Regions from separate parts of the Mus musculus genome. Here regions 1 and 3 are each linked to region 2. The links are chromatin contacts, called in public Hi-C and promoter capture Hi-C maps. All regions are on one chromosome and are shown on one strand. The core of a region is the stretch at or near the end of the contact, and the rest is flanking DNA. Distances in the headings are between cores, read along the strand shown.

What was found. Promoter capture Hi-C pulls out the DNA fragments that hold promoters and counts their contacts. A called contact is a pair of places that touch in the nucleus more often than the background predicts.
Region 1: a contact with region 2 is called in a promoter capture Hi-C map of stem cell-derived epiblast-like cells, with 7 times the contacts expected there. The contact joins the promoter of Got2 here to the promoter of Mmp15 in region 2. A contact is called at or near these places in 13 of 39 promoter capture datasets (the 3T3-L1 cell line, the C10 cell line, the HPC-7 cell line and 8 more), 7 of 484 Hi-C or Micro-C datasets (the C2C12 cell line, embryonic stem cells, extraembryonic endoderm stem cells and 1 more), 5 of 115 datasets of contacts at active chromatin or transcription factors (astrocytes, embryonic stem cells, extraembryonic endoderm stem cells and 2 more) and 1 of 9 other capture datasets (embryonic stem cells).
Region 3: a contact with region 2 is called in a Hi-C map of the N1E-115 cell line, with 5 times the contacts expected there. The contact joins the enhancer-like site here to the promoter of Mmp15 in region 2. A contact is called at or near these places in 17 of 39 promoter capture datasets (the 3T3-L1 cell line, the C10 cell line, the HPC-7 cell line and 9 more), 1 of 15 datasets of contacts at CTCF or cohesin (embryonic stem cells), 19 of 484 Hi-C or Micro-C datasets (the Ba/F3 cell line, the N1E-115 cell line, cortical neurons and 6 more), 8 of 115 datasets of contacts at active chromatin or transcription factors (astrocytes, embryonic forebrain, embryonic stem cells and 4 more) and 2 of 9 other capture datasets (adipose tissue and embryonic stem cells).

The regions. Positions count from the first base shown.
Region 1 is chr8:95,886,796-95,891,020 of GRCm38.p6, forward strand. Got2 (glutamatic-oxaloacetic transaminase 2, mitochondrial) reads right to left here and starts at 1,606. Exons shown (of 10, transcript NM_010325.3): 1 at 1,422-1,606. The coding sequence starts at 1,510.
Region 2 is chr8:95,350,358-95,354,582 of GRCm38.p6, forward strand. Mmp15 (matrix metallopeptidase 15) reads left to right here and starts at 1,939. Exons shown (of 10, transcript NM_008609.4): 1 at 1,939-2,661. The coding sequence starts at 2,512.
Region 3 is chr8:95,909,438-95,913,338 of GRCm38.p6, forward strand. No RefSeq gene overlaps it. Among named protein-coding and RNA genes, the nearest start is that of Gm51586, 9.2 kb to the left of the region's middle. Within about 2 kb of position 1,319, at least 4 of the 459 cell types and tissues checked have an H3K27ac peak or open chromatin away from gene starts, as enhancers often do. A contact at or near this core is called in the N1E-115 cell line, where this site is marked.

The DNA of each region.
Region 1 (4,225 bases), core at 356-2,855, 540 kb after region 2:
AAACAGCAGTCAGGCTCTCAGACTGAAATCACTAAGCAGTCACATCCAAGGGGAAACCGGGCCAAGCAGTTTAAGTGAAGGTCAGGTATTTCGGGTATATAGATATACATTACAAACAGGGATATTTCAAGGTTAAAATAACGGGAAAACTGATTTTCCTCCTACCCATACAAGTACCTCATTTTTGTTCTCCAAATTGCAGCATAAATAACTCTCCCCCGTTTCTCCTCCCCTTCAGGTGGGTAGGCGTAAAAGGGCACCCATTGGCATGGAGCCAAAAAAACGGGCTCTGGGAAGGACAGACTGTTCTACTACCTTGAAGATGCTTGAACACATTCAAAGGGAAGAAGGCAAGCATAAAAAGTTACGTAGGCTTCGCTCCCAGTTAGTATGTGCCCCGGGGAGGTGTCTGCCGTACTCCAGGAGACTGTCTCAAATCTGCTCTTCTGAGGCCCAAGGAAGAATCAGGAGTTACTAGTTCCCGTTTAGGCCTGGCACTTTCAGTACACCTTAGTTTAAGATGACTCATTTGTCTTTTTTTAAAAAAGGAAGTCAGTCCTCTTGTCTTGCTCACAGCTGCATCACCAGCAACTGGTCCAGTGCCTGGCTCGGAGAAACTGGGTTACGAAATATTTTAAGGAGCAAAGAGCCGACTGAAATGCAGGGAAAGATTGATGGCTTCCAGTCAACAGAATCTCCCAAGGGTTTAAAACAAAGAAAGTACATTACACTTCAACCCTTTTCCATCCAAAGGCCAGGCTGGTCTGTCAGGGGATAGGGGATCATCAGGCACTACTGTGGTGACACTGAAGGATGCACTACGCCAAGGTCATGGATGCACACCGGATCTGGACGCCCCCAGAACCTCCTTGCATGTGGTCACATTTCCCCCCGTCACGCACGCTGCTTCTACACAGCACTGGCAGATTTAACCCTCTGGACCCCGACAGCTGGACCTGTTGTCCCGCAGGGCAGCTGGTCAAGGACATGCGCGCCCCCCTGCACCACAGCCAATCAGCGACAGGCAGCTCCGGCACCATAGCCAATCGGCTAGAGGATGGCCCAGCGCCACCGCCCACGTGCTCACCCCTTGCCCCGCACCCCACTGTGCTGAGTCCACATCTGGGACCCCCCATCACCCGCTAGAATGGGATTCTGGGTGCAGTCGAGAACCACAATTCCCACCTCGGGGGCTACGCTGGCCCTCTGTCCGGAGATACAGGGGAGGGATGAGGGGTCCTGGGGTCACCCCGGGGCGCAGACACTGGACTCTAAGACTCGGGACAGTCAACCCTTGGGGACACACGAGGTGCGCACGTGTGTCCGATCGCGGGGTGGGGTGCAGGTTTCACAGGGTCCACAGTTCGGCTGGGCAGGGGCAGGCCCGCGGTGCCGCTGCATCTCTGTATCCCTCGGCTCACCTGGCTCTGGCAGAGGCTGCAGCAGCTAGGCCTGGGTGAAAGGCAGCAGCCATCCCGGAGAGGATGCGGCTGGAGTGCAGGAGGGCCATGGTGGGCGGTAAGACGGCAGTGGATGGTGGTAGAGCCGAGATCTGGGGAAGCGTCCGCTGGAACCGAGGCGCGGGCTCCTAAAAGGTGAGGACAGTGACTTCCCTGGGCGTGGCTAGAGCGGCCCTGCGCCTGGAGCGAATCATGTCGCAGCGGCCCCTTGCGGTCGGGGGTAGAACGACGACGCCTCCACGGAGGTCATGGAAACTCGCAAGGGCACTGCTAATCGCTGCCTATAAATCCTGTGAAGCTTGTATGTGAGGATGCGCAGTCCACAGTGCTCAGCGCTCTGCTTCCAGTTAATCATCCGCTACGCTAGAGGCAGCTGCCTAGCGTGCCAGTTTGAAAGAAGGAAAAAAATGTAAACTGACCCGAGGAAGTATTTTTTTTTTTTCCTAATGCTCCAGTGTGGTTTTCCTTTCAACCCACTAGTTTCCCCAAGTGCAAGTCTCTCAAGGTTCAGAATGCTTTCATGTCCCTGTTAGAGGACAACAGGCATATTTTGTGGGGCAGTTGTGAGTATTAACTTGTGAGATTAGCAGATTATGCCCTAAAAAAAAAAAAAAAAAAAAAAAAAAAAAAAAAAAAAAAGCCTGATTAGTCAATACAAAATTACCCAGGACCAACGACAAACTTTTGCACATCAAGTCTTCATAATTATGTTTGGAAGAAATGAATAAGCTTTTAAAGGCTGGGAGAATGAATTTGAGACAAGTCCACAAGTTGACCGAATTCACTCTGAACATGGGCCATTATTTCCCAGGGATGCCTTGCAGAAATCTGTATAGATTGCCAGTCTAATTTCTCCGGCCACTTCAGTTGTCTGTGTGATTGTTATCAAATCTGGGGGCCACAGCATGTGCTGCAAACCAGGCCCAGGTCACTGGTCCTCAAACAAAGTAAAATAGTGAAAAGCAGAAAAAGATTTACTTGCTGGGTGGTGGTGGTGCATGCCTTTAATCCCAGCACTTGGGAGGCAGAGGTAGGTGGATTTCAGAGTTCGAGGCCAGCCTGGTCTACACAGAGAAACCCTGTCTCGAAATTTTTTTTTTTTTTTTTTACTCAATGTGGCCACACTAGGAAGTTGGACAGAAAGATCCAGTTTTCCTTCGGGGTTCAAATGAGAGATTCCAACGTAAACAGATTCCCAGTCAGCTTGTGTTCCTGCCTGCCATTAACCCATCCTATAAGGTGATGGATCTGATAAGTTGCTAGAACTGTATAGACTCTCTGGGAGAAAGGTTGCCTCTCTGGCTGGGGCCTTTTCTTATTTCAGTATGAGATTCCTAGAGATATTGCCATTTCTTTGGGTTCCATTGTTTCAGTAGTCAAATTGATAGACACAGTGCCTCTTTAGGATATCTTCATTTCTTCCAGGGCTGTTGCATGAAGTCCAGATCCCTACATGGAATCACATTCTGGTCTACCCTAACTTACTGTCTTCTGGCACATGTGTCTCCCTGACCTTGGGCTAGATTAAAAAAAAATAGATATTTATTTAATGTTGTATGAGCATCCTGTTGCTGACACACCAGAAGAGGGCATCAGATCCAATTACAGATGGTTGTGAGCCACCATGTGGTTGCTGGGAATTGAACTCATGACCTCTGGAAGAGCAGACAGTGCTCTTAACCACTGAGCCATCTCTCCAGCTTTTAGGCTAGATTCTTTTTTCTTCTTCTTCTTCTTCTTTTTTTTTTTGGTTTTTCAAGACAGGGTTTCTCTGTAGAGCCCTGGCTGTCCTGGAACTCACTTTGTAGACCAGACTGGCCTCAAACTCAGAAATCTGCCTGCCTCTGCCTCCCAAATGCTGGGATTAAAGGCATGTGCTACCACCACCCAGCAAGTAAATCTTGGGCTAGATTCCTATTGGCAATGACTTTGGATTCCTGCACTATTGTATGTGTTGTGGTTTGAATATGCTTGGACCAGGAAAAGGCACTATTAGGAGATGTGGCCTTGTTGAAGGAAGTGTGTCACTGTGGGGTGGGCTTTGAGACCCTCCTCCTAGCTGCCTGTAGAACAGTCTCTTCCTCTGCCTTCAGAACAGGATGTAGAACTCTCAGCTCCTCCAGCACCGTGTCTACCTGGATGCTGCTATGCTCCCACCATGATAATGGACTGAACCTCAGAACCTGTAAGCCAGGCCCAGGATTGTTTCTTGCAGCTGATTTGCCTTTCCTGTCACTTATTGCATAGCCTAAGGATTCCTGGGTGTTACTCCACCCTATTGAGCAGATTTCTTGCAGATCAACATAAAGATGAGCTTTCATGAGTTAATGCTGCTTAGATGTATTAGTGATTTCACAGAATTCCTGACTTGATTAAAGTAATTTTAGGAAGAAAGTTGTAAGATGGTTTTAGTTGTTTTGTTAGAAAGATGTAATAAAGTTAGAATCGAGAATAGAATGTGCCCACTCATAAGTAAAGGCTGCATACTAAGAAATACAGTGAGCTTTCATACACTAAAAAGAGATGTAGGCTTGGGACAAATCCGTGTTCAAGGAAAAATATTCTGCGCCAAGGATGAAGCCACAGGTGTGTGCTGTGATGAGGCAAGGCCATGTAAAAACTGTTGCTTTGAACTTATAATGAGCTTACAGTATGAAGCTGCTTTGAGCTTGTTGTAGATACTTGTCACACCACCTCCAGTAGGATCTGTGCAACAAGTTCCACAAACTGAGGCGACTGAGGCGACTGAGGCCTCCTGGAACTGG
Region 2 (4,225 bases), core at 689-3,188:
TGGATCTCTGTGAATCAGAGAGCAGCCTGGTCTATAGAGTGAAGTCCAAGACAGCAAGGCTACACAATGAAATACTGTCTGGGAAAAACTTTTTTGAGGTGGGGAGGGGAAAGGGACGGGGGGGTGGGATCCATTTCCTACAGCTAGAACAACCGGCAATGGGGGGGGGGCATCAGATTTGACTTATCATAGTCTCTCAAATCTTGCCGACTCGAGTGAGATTGGTTTTCTTTTTTCTTATTCCGAGTTAGCCCCATAAACTCAGTTTAAAAAAAAAAAAAAGTTGGGAATAAATTTGGCAAACAGATGCAGTACACCTGAACAGAAAAGGGGCTGTTTTTCACCAGACACTAGACATTTGTCAAAATCAAATTTCTTTTTTTTTCTTTTTTTTTAAAGATTTATTTATTATATGTAAGTACACTGTAGCTGTCAGACACTCCAGAAGAGGGAGTCAGATCTTGTTACAGATGGTTGTGAGCCACCATGTGGTTGCTGGGATTTGAACTCTGGACCTTCGGAAGAGCAGTCGGGTGCTCTTACCCACTGAGCCATCTCACCAGCCCCAAAATCAAATTTCTAATTAGAAAATTCAGCAGCTGGTTTTCCCGGCGAGGGACCCCCAACAGAGAGGTCCACCAGTGGGAAGGGGAGAGACTGCCTCTACCTCTTCTCTAAATCCCCATCTCCTTTCCTCGAGCTGTTAGTAGGCCAGGCAATGGGTATGCTTTATTTTCCTTCAGCCGGTGAGTGGGTTCAAACCAGCCATAAGGTCCTTTGCCAGGTCTCCTGATTCTGAGAGGTGAGAGGGGTCGGAGGCATCCAGAGAGTCAACTCTAGGAAAGACCACCCTCAGGGAAGGTAAACACCATTTCTCTAGTCTGTGGGGAGGTGATAAAGTGTGCTGCCTTCTGCCCTGGTTCTCAAGTGGCATACCAATTCCCCCAGTTAAGGACACTAGGGCTGACCTGGGGTTGGACGAAGTTGCCGTGGCCCTTCGATCACCTTAGCGTCCACGCCGGAGTAAAAATTAAAATCCAGCCCCAGCTTCCCCAGAAGGTTTGCCCTTCCACCCGGAGTTCCGATGGGCCTCGCGGGCACAGAGACCAAATATAGTGGAATGGACTTTTCTTGGAAACGAAATGTGTGCACACTAGGAACCGGAACCCTCAGCCCAACACTGAAACTCAGAAAAAAATCTAGTCAGTTGCTCTTATCCACTGGGCAGGGAGTAAGGATGCAGACTCACACGCCTTGTAAGCGTGCGCTCTAGGTTGCATTCAGCACTAGAGGCGCCCCAGAGGCGCCCTAATCCCAGACTTCTCCACTGGGGAAATTTACTAAAGAGACTAAGACACTCTGCTCTGGGACTTGCGTGGGTGTGTAGGGTCTAACGAGCGCTACGGTGGCACAGGTTCTATCGGTTCACCAAGTAGGTCCTGGAGATCGAAGTTTTTCGCCGTACTTGACAAATTTGATAGTGGCCAGGGCCTTTACCTGCTGAGCCATCTTACTTGCTCCTCCAACTTCCCCCCACCCCCAGAGTTTTATTGCCATGTTTAAAAGCTTAAAGCAGTACTTCAGGTCCTTACCCAAGTCTTTTTCTGTCCCACTTTGATCTGAATGTCCTCTCGCCTCCCTCCAAGGGAGATCTCGCCTTCCTTGCGCCCTCCCTCAGCATAGGGTCGAGTCATGGGTCACTCCTGCTCCCCAGAGATAGGAGCTAAGCAGGCTAGGAGAGGTTTACTGCCATCAGGAAAAATGGAGTAGGGTCACCCACCTGCCGGGTCACCGCAGGCGGCACCTGCTACTGAGAAGCCTCGGGTTAGGTCCCGCCCCCAGCCTCCGCCTGGCTTTGCGCACAGGGAGCACACTGGCCCTTTAAGAACCGCGGCTCCCGCCGCGCACTGGGAGTAGGGCTGCGGAGCCAAACTCGCCGGGGACGCCGGGCGCTGGCTAGCTGGCTGGCGGGCTCGTCGCTCTGTCGGGCCGGTTCCCTGCGCCCCTCCCGGGACTGCCTGGGGATCCAGGCCCGATTGGGCGCGGCAGCTAGTGGAGTCGCCAGAGGGAAGCGCGCACTCTGGGCAGCGCGGAGGACCTTGGGCATGGACAGAGAGTGCAGGGCGCGCAGGGGGCGCCGCGGGACCGGGCGGCCGGAGCGCTGAGCCAGACAAAGGCTCTGGAGTTCTGCTTGCTCTCGGGGGCCGGGGCCAGGGCGCACCGCGCCGACGCTGCGAGACTCTGCGGCGTGCAGCTCGGCCGGTCCCCTTCTCCAGCGGGCGAGTCCCCGCGTGCCCCGACCTGCCCTGCCCGCTTCTCACCCGGTTTGGGAATTGGCAGAGGGGACCTGAGCTCCTCAGGCAGGCACCGGGAGCCGGAGGTCCGCCGCGCGCCCGCGGGGCCGGGAGCCAGGGAGCGTCGCAAGTTTCCCAGCCGCGTGCGAGGACGCGGTGCGGGCCAGCCAGCTAGCCCCGCGTGCAGCGCTCAGGACCGGGCTGACTGCCTAGGAGCATGGGCAGCGACCGGAGCGCACTCGGACGTCCAGGCTGCACTGGCAGCTGCCTCAGCAGCCGAGCTTCGCTGCTCCCGCTGCTACTGGTGCTTCTGGACTGTCTGGGCCATGGTACAGCGTCTAAAGACGCCGAAGTGTACGCCGCGGAGGTAAGAACCCGAGGGATGTAGTGCGAACCACACCCGCCGCAGCGGGGACCTGCAGGTGGGGGGAGACGCACCCGGCCTTAGGGGGTGAGGACCGATCTGGGCTGGAGAGCCTGATTGAAAAAGCGGGACTGGCAGGCTGCCACTCCCTGGTCAGAGCTCTGCTGCGCGCCTCTTCCCAAAGCCCTGGGAGCACAGAGCTCGCAGCTGCTGTGCACCCTGAAAGCCGCTCGGGGCACTGACCCGCCCTAGCTTGAGTCCCTGCAGCCGCTTCCGCAGCCCCTATCCCTCGCCTCCAGTCATTTAGCCCGCGCGATTCCTCGAGAGCCGGATCCGCGCAATGTGGGCTTTACGAGTGACGAGGGGTGGGGTGCTGCGGGTAGTGAGAGCTTAGGCGGAGCAAGAGCCCCGCAGCGCTCGCGCTTTGGCTGAAGCTCCTTTGGCTGACATCGTGCGTCGCCGGGCTAGCCAGGGTGGTTGGGGGATGGGTGTGAATCTCCCAGGCTAATGACGGATTGCAAAGGTGCTTTGGTGACTTCTTGGGGCTGAAGCATTCCCACTCCAGGGACAGGGTCTGAAGGACAGGCCCTATCTTCTGAAACACTTTTCACACCAGCGTCCCTACGCCCAGGCCTGGGTGAAACTGGGTAGACTCCACGCCTCTTTTCTCTGGAAGCCGGGCTGACGTCCATATGCTGGCTGCTCTCTGGATTGGTCCTGCAAGTGACCAGGCGCGGTCTCTGCTCAGAGTCCCTATGGGTACCTCTCCCTCCAGTGTATGCCCCTAGCGCGCTGGGTGCCATCGAACTTTTAATGATCATTCTTTCCAGCTCTAGGAGAAAGGAGACTAGGTGTGGAATCTGGAGAGAGGATGAGCCAGGGTCTGCATCTTCTGTGTAGGCTTGGGGCCTTGGTGCCCTTGGGCTGCCTGGAGCGATGGTTTGCAGACAGCCTACTATTCCATCCCAGCCCCGAAGGCTTGCCCAGTTTTCTAGTCTGCCTGAGAGAGATTTTTCCAATGGAAGTCTGTTCCCTCCCCCATCTTACTTTAATAAAAACTTGGGTTGGGGGGGGCCAGTTTACACCTCCAATCCTCCACCTGCCTTGCCTTCCTCTCATCAGATCAGAGAGTTGCAGGGAACCCAACCCAATTCACAATGCCTTGGGGCAGAGGCTTTCAGGGGGAGCTCCTGCTGGTAGGAATTGTTTGCCTGTAACCTAGGTGCTACCACCAGAGAAGGTGCCAAAGAATTTCAAGTCACTGATTCCCCTTTGAGAATTTGTGGCCTACACAGACCAAGCTGGAGTCTGGTGGTTGTGAATGGGCCTCCTGGATGGCCAAGGAGCTGAGGCTTAGGGAGCCTCCTCCAACTGAGGCAGTACAGCCAAGTGTGCCCACAGTCTATCACCACCACCACGTATACACATACACACACCGCAGAAGAAAACCATGGTGTCCCTGGCTAAGATTGACTCTTGGGGTACAATTTTGGCTGTGCCTAGGCTGTGGCTGGAGGGGACTCAGAAAGGTTGCATGTTGGAATCCACAGTGGGTGGAAGGATGGAT
Region 3 (3,901 bases), core at 69-2,568, 560 kb after region 2:
AGCCAGTAAGTAACATCCCTCCATGACCTCTGCATCAGCTCCTGCTTCCTGACCTGCTTGAGTTCCAGTCCTGACTTCCTTGGTGATGAACAGCAGTATGGAAGTGTAAGCTGAATAAACCCTTTCCTCCTCAACTTGCTTCTTGGTCATGATGTTTGTGCAGGAATAGAAACCCTGACTAAGACAGTGGATGTGGAGATGTTGTTCCTTTAATATCAACTGCACAATCCTTACGTGGTGAGCTAGTGGGAAAGGGAAAGGGGCGGGGCTCAGAGAGCGGTTCAGGAAGAATTTGGGCCCTTGTCAGGCTGACTGTCTTGGGGAGAAACAGTTTTCACACCTGTAAGCCACAGTACCTGGGGCTTCATTCCATCTTCCATTTCCTTTTAAATAGACTTATAGCTATCTGGTGAAAATGGTCTATTTAACATTTGGCAAAAGCCTTTGTTTAAAGCAACTGTGGCTGCTCATAGACTGTCTAGCCGCTCTTCTCATTGTCAGAAATCAGTGTCATGTCCTCCCACCCCCCTACTCTCCCCACTCCAAGAGTTTAAGACGCTGCTAGTGGTGACTCCTGATTCAAGCTCCGAGATTTATTTATGACCTACCCACAACATGACTCCTTGTTACATAGGATAAGCCAGACTAAGTCACATGGTGTGGAACTTATTGGTAACCCTCTAAAACCATAAAAGTAGAAGACCCCCCGCCTTTTTTTTTGTTTGTTTTGGTTTTTTTGAGACAGGGTTTCTCTGTATAGACCTGGCTGTCCTAGAACTCACTTTTGTAGACCAGGCTGGCCTTGAACTCAGAAATCTGCCTGCCTCTGCCTCCTGAGTGCTGGGATTAAAGACGTGCGCTACCACGCCCGGCTGAAGACCCCCTTTTATTCAGGGGATCTGAAGACCTTTTTCTTCAGGATCCCCATCACACTGCACAGTGAGTGACCTCTCTCCTATTTTCCTGCTTGAAGCTCTCTCTCCTAATTAAGCTTCTCACATGCCTCTCATGTGATGATTTTTTTCTCTCCTAATGTTCTTAAGACGATTTTACTCCCAGGTCTGCTTGCCACCCTTCTCTGATCACGAGGCTTTCTCTCCCGCTATAATTCATTCAGAATTATATTATTCAGTGATGTTTTCCTGGCAGCTGTTTTTCCAAACTAACCTCCTGCTCTCCTCTGATTTCTAGCACACGCATCCTATTTTGTAGGAGGAAGAAACTGTTAGAAGTAAGAGAGTGGTGGTGGTTGGATCGGGAGAGAAGGGCTGACACAAAATGGCCCTTCTAGAAGGAGCTTTATTGGGAGAAAAGACATGATGACCGTGGGAATCATGATTGAACTTTAAGGTGGGAGAGCTGACAAAGGGGTCAGGGGCAACATGGTGGGCTTTAAAGGGAGAGAGAGGTTTTCCTATAAAACTTGGAGAGGAATGTAATTAAGAGGAATAGCTTAAAGTAAGAGTGTGTGTGTGTATATAAGAGAGAGAGAAAGAGAGAGAGAGAGAGAGAATCACACACAGAGAGACAAAGATAGAGACAGAGACAGAAAGAGACAGAGCATGCTGCCACTCGCAGGATGATGGTGAGAGCATGCAGAGAAAGCTTCAACCCACAGGATGATGGTTTTCAAATAAAGGAAGATATCTGACTTTTAAATCCATCTGTGGGGTGGTGAGAAGCCCCTACCATGTGATTCAGTTCGGATCACCTGCTGTGAAGAGAAGTGTGGAAGAGCCAGGTAAGGAGAAAGACCATAAATGTGAAACCACAGCATGTATGTTTTTAACTCTTTATAGAGAGAGAAAAAGGGAGGGAGGGGAGGAGGGAGAAAAGGAAAAGAGAGAGGGGTGTGGAGATGGAGGAAGAGGAAAAGGAAGAAAAAGAGAGAAAGAGCGAGTCTGGGGATCATGCTGGCTGCTTAGAGTGACCAGCATTTCAGTCTAACAGAAGTCACAAGGGGCTCCAAGCTCTTTTCAGAGAACTGGATATTCCCGTTTTTCCAGTCCTGTAGAAATATGGAGACAGGCTAAGATGACCTGTGATCTCAGCACTTGGGAGGTAGCAGCAGAAGGGTTAGGAGCTCAGGATTATCTTTGGATCCATTGTGAGTTTAAGGCCAGCCTGTCCAATACGATACCCTGTGGCGGGTCGGGGAGAGAATGTGGATATGAATATGCCAGGGTCACTAGAGACAGGGCTTAGGATAGTGTGAACTTTGGGCTCAGCTGCTTCCCTAGCTCATAGAATGACCACGGGATATGAGGAAGGAACACTGAGGGTCAGTTCCTGAAGAGACCGGACTAAAGTGCCGGGGCTGAGAAGGGCCAAGTGCATATCAACTCCACACTCACCCACGCTTCCTCCAGGTTCTGGGCATGTATTGGCTAGTTTTGTGTCAACTTGACACAGCTGGAGTTATCACAGAGAAAGGAGCTTCAGTTGAGGAAATGCCTCCATGAGATCCAACTGTAAGGCATTTTCTCAATTAGTGATCAAGGGGGCAAGGCCCCTTGTGGGTGGGACCATCTCTGGGCTGGTTGTCTTGGGTTCTATAAGAGAGCAGGCTGAGCAAGCCAGTAAAGAACATCCCTCCATGGCCTCTGCATCAGCTCCTGCTTTCTGACCTGCTTGAGTTCCAGTCCTGCATTCTTTGGTGATCAACAGCAGTATGGAAATGTAAGCCGAATAAACCCTTTCCTCCCCAACTTGCTTCTTGGTCATGATGTTTGTGCAGGAATACAAACCCTGACTAAGACAAATTGGTACCAGCATAGTGGGGTATTCCTGTGACAACCTGACCATGTTTTGGGGAGGATTGTGGAAGGACTTTGGAACTTTGGGCTTGAAGATCCATCCATTGTTAAGAGCTCTGTTGGAGGTTGTGCAGGAGCTTGGAAGATAATGTTGAGAACACTGTAGAAGATGGAGGTCTGGTTTGTGAAATTTCAGAGGGAAAATTAAAGACTCTTTTCAGGGCCATTGCTGTTTTGATTGTGAAGATTCTGTAGTTCTGGTTAGCTGGGGCTGAAGAATCAGCTGTGATTAACAAGATACCAGAACTACTAAAGCAAAAACTTTGCATTACTGGGACTATTGATGCTGGTTAGCTGGAGCTAAGAAATTAGCGGTGATTAAGAAGAGACCAGCATCATTGAGGTGACATCTTCTGGGAAGTGTTTTCTGAAAGCACAAAGAGGCTGTGTTCCAGAGATAGCCAAGGTTGCACTCCTGCTGCAGCGGGACTTGGTAATATGTAAGGGTCACCCAGGTGGTATTGGTTTTGAAGGCATGAAGGAGTTGAGCAGAGCAGCTGAGGCTTGGCACTGTGAGAGGCCATGGAAGGCCATTGGTGAAAGTGCAGCCTCAGTTGCAATTGATGGCCCAGGACTGAAGGGGTCATGCAGTGTTTTGGAGATGCCAGTACCATGAGATGACCACCAAGAGCAGCAGCAGCAGTGGAGTAGAGGCATCTGGAGCCTAGAGGATGACGCGTGTGCTACAAAGGGCATGGCTGGAGAAGTGACCCAAGCCCTTGGAGGAGCCCAGAAGATCGTGAGTTGGATCCCAGACATTGGACGGTTGGAGATTGATTTTTGCTTTTGATTGTGACTGTGCCCTGATATTTTCCCTCTTGAAGGAAGAAACTGTTTTAGTGATGCCCACAGTTAAGAGACTTTTAATTTAAAAAGACTTTGGATTTTTAAAAGAGATGGATATTTTAAAGAGATTGAAATTTTAAGAATATGTAAAGACTGTGGGACATTTAAAGTTATTTAGACCTTGGGGATGAATAAGAATGTAAGGGTTGAGGCTTACTAGTGATGTGTTTGTGTGTCAAGTTGACAAGGGGTCAGTTGTATTGGCTAGTTTTGTGTCAACTTGACACAGCTGGAGTTAT